3 separate regions of the Mus musculus genome follow, and regions 1 and 2 are each linked to region 3. The links are chromatin contacts, called in public promoter capture Hi-C maps. All regions are on one chromosome and are shown on one strand. The core of a region is the stretch at or near the end of the contact, and the rest is flanking DNA. Distances in the headings are between cores, read along the strand shown.

Region 1 (2,988 bases), core at 192-2,691, 720 kb after region 3:
TTTGGTAAACAAATACTCGATTTTAGTTAGATACAAACAATCATTCAAAAGCTTTGCAGATCTCGTGTAGGATGTTTCTTCAAAGCAAACAGGTAGTAGTCCTGAAGAAATGCTTGGAATTCGTTCTCCCTCAGACTCTCCCAAGGATTCCATGGCCTATTGACATTAAAATAAGAAAAGTAACCTACTTGCAAAAAGACGGTTGCATTCCATTAACATTCATGAGGCCTGAACAGCCGAGGCCCTACACATCAAGAACGGAATATATCCTTTGTCTCCTGATGAGAAAATGTCTCCGTGATAAATGGTTACAGACAGCGGTGTCACAGGGGCAAGAGCTCAAAGAATAACTTGGGCAAACTTTTTTTTCCCCGGTTGTCTTTGCCTGGAGTTCTTTGTAGCATTGTTCAGCACAGTGCCTTGTCCTTTCAAGTAAAAGGCGCTTATTGCAATGTAAGTAAAATCCCAGTCCTTGCAGAGGCACTTCTCAGAAAACCAACCGACCAAGGAACCAACAGAACAAACAAACAAACAAACAAACAATCAAACAAAAAACCCTTTGGAAATTGGAACAGCGTTCCAAAGGCTTTATAATTACTAAGTATTCGGACTGTAAAGAAAAGTGTGGTACGTCTTTAGGCAATGTTGACCTAAATGGGTAAGCATTTAGTCAAGTGCATTGTCGGTCGTCAGCACAAAACACCAGGTGCACCTTTAAAATGTCATACATCATTCGCATAAATACAAACACTGTATTTACCACTTCGGCAAATTTCTAAAAAAAAAAAAAAAAAAAAAAAAAAAAGTCAGAAGAGAGGTATTTATTTCACTGCCATAGATAGTGCAACACCAATGGCGTCCTGTTAATTTTCAAATCCAAGTAGGTTAGTTACAAGTTGTTGACAACTTTGTCCCATCAAAGTGCAGCTCCAGGGCACTGTGAGCTTAGCTTGGCTAGGTGGCTCACTCTGCTGACCTACAGACCCAAGGCACTCTGCCTGTCTTGTTTGCTGCTCTAGGGCTCGTTCGATATGGTAAAGCACGGCCCAGTGTTTTTGCTTTCTTCTGCCCCACCGAGAAGAAAGTGCCAGATACAGAGCATTAAGAAATGCACAGCGGCTCTCCATTGGCTCTTCCTCAAGCATGCCCTCCGCTCAGTACGTTTCTTAGCCAGGAGGACCCGTTGGGTTTAGATTCACAGACTGCAGGAGTCCAACACGGCCCGGCGGCCCCCGGACGGGCGGGGCTAGAGGCGGGGCTGAAATCAGGCCCCGCCCCGGCCGCATCGGCGCGCCTGCGTGCTGGCGTGGGCCTGCGGTTGGCCGCGGGGTTCTGGGTTCCCCGCCTCCGCCCGCGCCCTCGCACCTCCGCCTACTCTACGCGATGACGCACCGCAGGTTTGCGGACGTGGCGGCGGCTGTCGGTGCGGAAGGCGGGGACGGCGGCGACGGCGGCGACGGTGGCAGAAGCGGACCCAGACACCGGAGAACCTAGAGTCGGTCATGAACGTCTCCGGGGCCGCGGCTGTGGTGGAGGACATAACCGTGTCGCCGCGCCCCTGCTAGAGGACAGGTGACGGTGGCTGTGGGGCGGGGCGGGGCAGGACGTCGATCGGGGGGTCACCGTGGGGCGCTGTCCCCGGTTCGGGAAGGACTCTTACCTCCCGGTTTTGGGCAGCCCTTTCCGGGCCATTCTGCCTGTCCCCTTAGCATCTGCTCCGAAGCGTCCCAGTCTGACGCGGCGACTTAGAAATCAGAGATGTAATCTTTGCGGGGGACGTCCGGAGGAAAGGGAAAAATAAAAATAAAAGCGAGTGGAATGGAAGAGGGAGGAAGTTTGCAGTTGTTGCTTAGGTTTAAAATTGGCCCTGGAGAATAGGATCGGGGTGATTCTGTCCTAAGTGCTGAACTGGCTTGTGCCCTGTGAGTCTTCTCTTGCTCCCTGCCGAAGGTCAAGACCAAATATTAATATGCAGCAATTAATATGTAGTACCTAGGGATTTGAGAGGTCGCTTTCCGGTCTAGACCGGGTGGATGAAAACATGCTCACGATACCCATTGATGATCACTTTCAGGACGTTTGTCAGCAGTGCAGTATGCAACATGTTCTAGTTTTCTGAAGCCATAGATTCCATAGATAATTCAGAGAGGTAAAGAGAATTGAGGCTGATGGCTTTGATTCCGTGTACTTTCTAATCTTTAGTAGATTGACATGTCATTACCTTACTGGGCCAAAGTGCAGCTTGGCACTTGGATTACAGATGAACAGTCAGACCGTAGTGTCCAGATTGTTTATTTTGCTTTCCTGTCATTTTAGAGGAATAGAGACAGATGCGCGAAGACGGGAGTCTTTTGATTCCTGATTAAGACATGGTGAGGGAAAGACTGATAGAAGAACACATTGTTTCAAATGGCTTCTGGGTATTAGTCAGTAATTTCAGAGAGCTGTACTAAGAATGGGAGGGAGAGCGCTTTAGAGGGATAGCATACCTAAGGCAACGTAACCACCCATATGCATTGCTTTAGATCTAATCTTTTCTGCTTTTGATGGATGCTTTTGAGGATCTGAAACAGATACTTCCTGAGGTAGTACATGTATGTATGTATGCAACTTGCTACTGGTTCCACAAAACTGACAGACATCCTCTACATCTAAGATGTGGGCTTTTTATTTTGTTTTTAGAAAAGACCTAGATAAGGGAGTGCAAGCGTCCTTGTAGAAACAGGTGTGCTCCTTACTTTAAACTGAGATGTGAAACGTGGCTCTCATTTAGCTTGGATCTGTCAAATTTGGAGTGGTTTTTGGCAATAGTTTAGCCCCTGTGGGAGCAGCTGAAGCAAGCTACTAATATAGCTGTTAATAAATTATCTAAATAGAGACTTTTCAACTTTTAAAGATATACAGTGTCCCTGTAAAGCAAGGTCAGAAACTGGATTTTAAGGGCTGGATTTTATGAAATGAAATAGGTATGTTTTTACATAGAGAATA
Region 2 (3,341 bases), core at 507-3,006, 690 kb after region 3:
TTTGAGTAAGAATTGAATTGTACATATTCATCATGGAAATAAGGTGGTTCAGTTGTTCAATTTTGCTTGGATGCATTTGATATACTCATTGTTTTTTTAACAGATGCAACCTTGAGTGATGTAATTTTTAACTAGACTACATCTTTGCAATCACCTAGCACAAAGAGCTTGATTTTATAAGTGAAGAAACAAAATCCTGAAGAACAGTTTCATGTTCAAAGTCACTTAAGTTGTGGCAGAAGTGGGATATAATTCTCCAACACATGCAATCGCATGCATTTTTTTTGTAATAATTCAGAATGTATTTGTAAATCAGTAGGAGTTTACTACTTAGCCTAGGAAATCTCCCAGACATAAGTCTGGTACCTCTGCCCTGATTAAATGTCTACTGTCTTCTTTAATGTCCTTTCTCTTTATTTCTTTGCTCTAGTTCTTTGGAGAGATGACTCACAAAGAAGGAAGCTTTGGTTCAGGGATGGAAGATGGTTGTAACACTCAGTGCCAAATCACTTAAGGGGTATTTTGGACTTTTCCTGTCAAGAAGTAACATCTTAATTCCAATTTCTACAAATGTGCAGCTTATGAAGGGGTCTGCAGCCCCATAGGAGGAGTATTAATATGAACTAACCAGTAACCCCAGAGCTCCCTGGGACTAAATCACCAATCAAAGAAAACACATGGTGGGACTCATGGCTCCAGCTGCATATGTAACAGAGAATGGCCTAGTCGGTCATCAATGGAAGGAGAGGCCCTTGGTCCTGTGAAGGTTCTATGCCCCAGTATAGGGGAATGCCAGAGCCAGGAAGCAGGAGTGAGTGGACTGGGGAGCAGGGGGAGGGAGGAAGAGGATAGGGGATTTTCGAAGGGGAAACTAGGAAAGGGGATAACATTTGACATGTAAATAAAGAAAATATCTAATAAAAAAGAATGTGCAGCTTATAAACACATTATGTACATGTTAAAGGCTATAGATTTTGTAAGATGTTAGTTTACACAAGTTATATACAACTTAATGTTGTACCTTAAAGTTATTTTCTCAATGGAAATGAAAAATAGTTCAGGAAATTTAAAATATAAAAGAAATATGTGTGTGTATATACATAAGGAATTTTTACACTCTATGTTAATTTCAAACTCATCGGAAACAATGTGCTTGACTGAAACTCCCTGAAGCAGTAGGTATCTGGAACATTAACAAGATTCCTTTAAAGTTACCTCGATATTCACAAAAAGAAGTTTTATCTACCGACCACCTGCAGTTCTTGCCCAATTATTTTTCCAAGCCATCTTTGAAACTAGAGCCTGTGTTTCAACTGGGCAGAAAGAGATATGGGAACTTTTCGCTCTGCTCATCCCAGTCTCCTCTTCTCTGAGATGGCAGCTTTGGGAGCAGCTATGCAAAGCCGCAGCCTTGTGCAGGGACCAGGCATTTGTCCCGTTACCCGCAGCCCGCCACCCGCTTGTCCGTGCGGCCGCTACCCGCCCGCCTTCTGCGCCGCCCTCGCTCCTACCTCCAGCAACAGGTGCAAGCGGCGGCTGCCCGGGAACTGCCTAAGAGATGCTGTAGCCCTCCCCGACCCACTGGATTCCCTCAGCACCAACCCCAAGTCACATCCTACCTGGTTCTGAGGTCACCGACATCTGCGTGCCCTCCGATCCCCGCCGGTGCCGGGCCTCCCTTCACACCCAGGGTCCCCACCGCTGCCGTTCCTCCCTTCACACCCAGCGCAACCCTCTGCAACGCTAATCCTTTCCCCGCACTGTCCCTTCCAGCCAAAGACTTCATCCTCTCCCCTCCCCCTAGCGCTCCTCTGCTCCAATAGGACTCTGGCCCGGGGGATGGGCTCACCTGGTCGGTGGAGCGGGGGTGACTGTCCTGGCAGCAGGCTGTCCTCTGCGCAGCGGGCAGCCAGGTCCGCACTCCGTCGTGGTGAACTCCCCGCCTTGGCCATGACTAATGGACTCTTCCAGCAGTCAGGCGTCCAAGCTGACCTGCTGGGTACCACAGCGCTTGGCCGGTTCTCTTAGGCGCTAAACTTTGGAGCTGCTCTGCTGTAAGCGGCTCCCAGTCTTCTCTCCAGTTTGCTGAACCTAAAAGGGTGTTTCCTTTACCATCGATTGAAGCCCTTCTTCAAGTGTTCACTCTGAGTACTCATTCACTGATGAATTACTAGAAATGAAGGCGGTATCTCTATGCACACTTACAAGGCAACATCTTTGCCATCTCATATTGTATTAATACCTAGTTTATTACCTACTGTAATAATACCTAAGTTCTTCAAGGATTAAGGGAACCAAGTTTTTTCTGATAGCACACAGGGCATGTGTATGTGGGTCGTTATTCTCCCCTAGACTTAGTCATGAAGGCTCCATAGTGGGAAGAGCCGTGGTGGTTATCAGAACAATTGCAGCATCATTCATGGGAAGTTTCAAACAAGGAAAAAGACTAAGATTTTTGGTCCAACCCTCTGCCTCCACTTTTTGTGCTAATAATTATTTAATTTGATGTTCTGTTCATAGGTAAGAGTGACAGATCCCCCTGAAACTGAAGTTGCAGACAGTTGTGAACTGCCATGCGGGTGCTGAGAATTGAACCTGGGTCCTCTAGAAGAACGTCAACTTTCCAGACCCCTGCCTCCACTTTTTAATGAAAGAAGCAAGGTTATAAATTAAGAGCAGATTTAAAAAAAAAAAAAGTAGGAAAAGACAAAGCGACTAAATTAAATAGAAAGAGAGGCCAGTGGAGGATCCAAGATCCATTCCAAACTAACAGAATGGAATAAGCTTTAAGTAACAAACGGGGATCCAGGGACACAGTTATTATGAACTATTGCAGAATGCCTCATCTCAAAATTGTAGGACTCGGCAAACAGCTGGACATCAAAGATAAGGTTAGGCAAACTAGTTGTTGTACACCATATTCATGGGGCTGAAAATGCCCACGGCACGCACTACAAAAGGTAAGAGTAAACTGCTGCTTCTAGAAGCGGTGAACGAAGTGGACACAAGCGGGCGTGAGCTCTCAAGTCGGTAGCATAGTAAGAGGATTTAAGGCGACAGAGAATCAAAATCATGAGCCAGTTATCCAGATAATCATAAAGCAAAACAAAAAATGGGAAGACGGAAGTACATTTTGGCTTGGTTTGTTTTGCTATTTACAGTGTCTCAAACTCTGTCCCTGTAGGTCGGAGGTTCTTAGTCCTTAGTCCTTCTTTCCCGAGTCTCATCTGCAAGCTCACCATGCATGTGTGCTCTGTGTGTGACATTCCTCCTAAGCATTGACATGAAAATTCATTCCCCTAACCCGTTCCTTCAGGATCATAAGTAATTCACTAACAATA
Region 3 (3,093 bases), core at 334-2,833:
GGACAAGTAAGAGAGAGACCTTGCTGAGCATGCTGGCACTCTGGAGCTTCAACATTTGGGAGAGATTCCTTGTGTTTAGTAGCTCACAGCCTAGTGAAGACTATAATCAGCCAACCACAGTACACGATGTGCTGGTTCTGAGACAGGTGAGCACAGGATCATGATGTCAATGATCCTCTGGACCTACTTTCTGGAGGAGGGAAGGGGGAGGACCTCTACTGTTCACATTTCCATCTGGGAATGAAGGAATGCCCTGTAGGAGCAAATGCAGAGAGGCATCAAGGAAATGCAGGAGATGCGAATTTCTGAAGGGCTTTTCAGTTCTCATGGCAATGTCTGTTTCTCCCTGATGGCCAGCCTTTGCCTGGTTTGACCTGGCTGTGCCAGATCTAGCTGCTATGAGTTCTGCTGCTGCTGCTGCTGCTGGCTCTGCACCCCCCCCCCCTGCCCCGCTCCCAACTGGTCCTTTAGGCACTCCTTTCCATGTGTCAGATGAGGACTCCTTTCCCATTAGCTTGCCATCCACAGGCAGTGCAGTCCAGCCCAGACAGCTGCCTTTGGCTTTGAAAACTGCCTGGCTCACTTCCCCACCAGTCTGTGAAGGAGTCCAACATGCCACTTGATGTCACATGTGTTGCAGGTGTTGTGGATGAAATTGCTACAGGAGCTGGATGTAAATGATGTCATTGGGCAAGACGGGACTTGGCATGCCCACGTTTGTCCAAATGCTGTTCATATCTCCCAGCGAAAAGATGTTGTAAATAAAGAGAACAAGCACAAACTGATCTTAAAGACTGAGCATAAACAAGAGCTGTCCTGGGCACTATGGAAAAGCTTGCAGTTCTCATAGTAAGACTACCCTTGTGTTAGAAACCTGTTGTGCAGACTGAGGAAGTGAAGGCTCAGACAGGTTCAGAGACTTATGCAAGGTCCCACAACTCCACAGATCCCTTTATTCTCTCTCTCTCTCTCTCTCTCTCTCTCTCTCTCTCTCTCACACACACACACACACACACACACTCATAACACACTCACACCTGTATACTGACTCACACACACACTCACACACATTTACACTCATTCATAAATACACACACACACACACACACACACACACTCATAACACACTCACACCTGTATACTGACTCACACACACACTCCCACACATTTACACTCATACATAAATACACACACACACACACACACACACACACACACACACTACTGAGGACAGCAGCCAAGGCCCTGCATATACTAAGCATAGGACTATATAAACAGTTACAGATTACTGTTTATCTTGAATCTGAACACAAATCAACGTGTTCTTTAAACTTTGGACTGGTTTACAGCAGGAACCATGAGATATTAGCATTGTACTAAGATTTCTGATTCCAGGCTGATTATCAGTTTTCTAGGAGTCAAACAAACATAGGGCATTTAGCCTGGGCCTATGAAGTCATGTTCATAAACATGCTATCAATCTAAATACATTGGCTTGAAAGGAAGCAGCAAAGCAATACTAACATAAAGGTCATCAGATAAAAATGTGGTTAAATATATGTGCATTCCCAGAACTACACTAGGGAGAAGATGGGGGAAAGTATGCCTGTTTTTGTGACTTGTTGGTAACTGCCGAGTTCTTTTCCTTGGGACTAAAAACAATTTACAGCATTGCCAACAGCATTCAGTACATTCAGAACAGGATCATTTCACCCAGAGCTGACCGAAGGCCTTGCTCGGGACAGCATCGAGGACGGCTGTCCAGCAGACAGGGGAGTATGCCAGGTTCAGCAAGTGAAAAGCCAAGCAGGGCCATTTTAAGCAACACAGCTTATGTAAGTGAGAGCTAACTGTCTCACTGGAAGTGGGTCAGACAGGAGCTGGGAGAACTGGGGTCCTTATGACCCCAGTGAAACCTACAGATAGCTTTCCTTTGCATCTCTTAGAATGTGACTAGTTATGAAACAATGTCAGAGTTCAGTTCAGGCCTCTGTATTTCCCACCCTCTTCTTGTTTCCAAATGGTTTTCTTTCTCCCTTTCTTCATTGGAATATGCTAAGCTAAGCGAGGCACACATCATTTGATAGAGTTTGATAATGTGACTGCTGGGAACAGGGAAAAAAGGTAGGGGATAAAGAAAGATCCTTTTTGCGGCTCACAGCTGTGATTCAGTTCTGACTCAAGAGGAAGTGTGCCACCTACTGACTCCCAGAAACCACTTCCGGTGGCTGTTTGGTTTATTCTGGAGGCATCAGGCCAGGCCAGGGACTGCCCTGCCCTGACCCTTGCCTGGCTCTCCAGAGCCAAGGCGTTCACAGCTTGAGTTGGTTTGGCCTAAGACTCTTGAGAACATTACAGATTAAATTTCAAGTGTTTCGTTTCCTAGCAAAGAGTCTTTAGCAACATAAAAACGAGCATGTGTTATTTGCAAACCATCTGAACCATTACTCAACCTGAATGTTCCTAAGTTTTTGCAAGGTATGTATTCTGGATGACCGCTCTCCAGCGATCTGAATGTAATTAGTTTTTCCTGTGGGCAGCTCGGGCAGTCTGTAGGGTGGCACTAGCTGCATGAGTCTTCATGGGAGCCCTTTAATCGGTGAAGCAACACTGGACTTGTTCTCATGGGTCCCTGTGTCTGAGCAAGTGCTCAGCCTATGTATGCAGATGGGTTGGGGGAAGTGGTGTGTGGCAGCCACACAGTGTTGCCCTCATACCAGAACTGTACTCTGCCCTCTAGAAATGGGGCCCTGGCTGACCACTGGAGCTCACTTTGGAGTCAACTTTTCTTGAAGGAGCCCCCAAGTACCTTCTTTAATGTAGGGACATATAGAAGAAGGAAAGCGGGTGGGGGGGGGGGCGATGGAGGTAGCCTCAACATTACTTTTTGCTGTATTGGCAGGTGAAAAGAGGAGTAGTAAGTGGTTTGGTTCCATAATGTCATCTTCAAACAGACTAAAGGTTTTTGATTGTTTTTAATCCTAGGTGGTTTAAGATTCCACAGTGCCAGCATACATATGCTCTCTCAATGATTCAAGTTCCAGAAGTGGTTCTGCATGTAGATCAATACTAGAGATCTCAAGGATCACTTCT

What was found. Promoter capture Hi-C pulls out the DNA fragments that hold promoters and counts their contacts.
Region 1: a contact with region 3 is called in a promoter capture Hi-C map of liver, with 10 times the contacts expected there. The contact joins the promoter of Lysmd3 here to the promoter of 5430425K12Rik in region 3. A contact is called at or near these places in 7 of 39 promoter capture datasets (the 3T3-L1 cell line, 3T3-L1-derived adipocytes, hippocampal neurons and 3 more), 2 of 115 datasets of contacts at active chromatin or transcription factors (large pre-B cells and pancreatic cancer cells) and 1 of 9 other capture datasets (adipose tissue).
Region 2: a promoter capture Hi-C map of liver shows a contact between it and region 3, with 6 times the contacts expected there. The contact joins the promoter of Adgrv1 here to the promoter of 5430425K12Rik in region 3. A contact is called at or near these places in 5 of 39 promoter capture datasets (hematopoietic stem and progenitor cells, hippocampal neurons, liver and 1 more).

The regions. Positions count from the first base shown.
Region 1 is chr13:81,656,365-81,659,352 of GRCm38.p6, forward strand. It overlaps Lysmd3 (LysM, putative peptidoglycan-binding, domain containing 3), which reads left to right and starts at 1,442. Exons shown (of 3, transcript NM_030257.1): 1 at 1,442-1,572.
Region 2 is chr13:81,631,388-81,634,728 of GRCm38.p6, forward strand. Adgrv1 (adhesion G protein-coupled receptor V1) reads right to left here and starts at 1,757. Exons shown (of 90, transcript NM_054053.4): 1 at 1,620-1,757. The coding sequence starts at 1,641.
Region 3 is chr13:80,938,820-80,941,912 of GRCm38.p6, forward strand. It overlaps 5430425K12Rik (RIKEN cDNA 5430425K12 gene), which reads left to right and starts at 1,584. Exons shown (of 5, transcript NR_103550.1): 1 at 1,584-1,835; 2 at 2,387-2,478.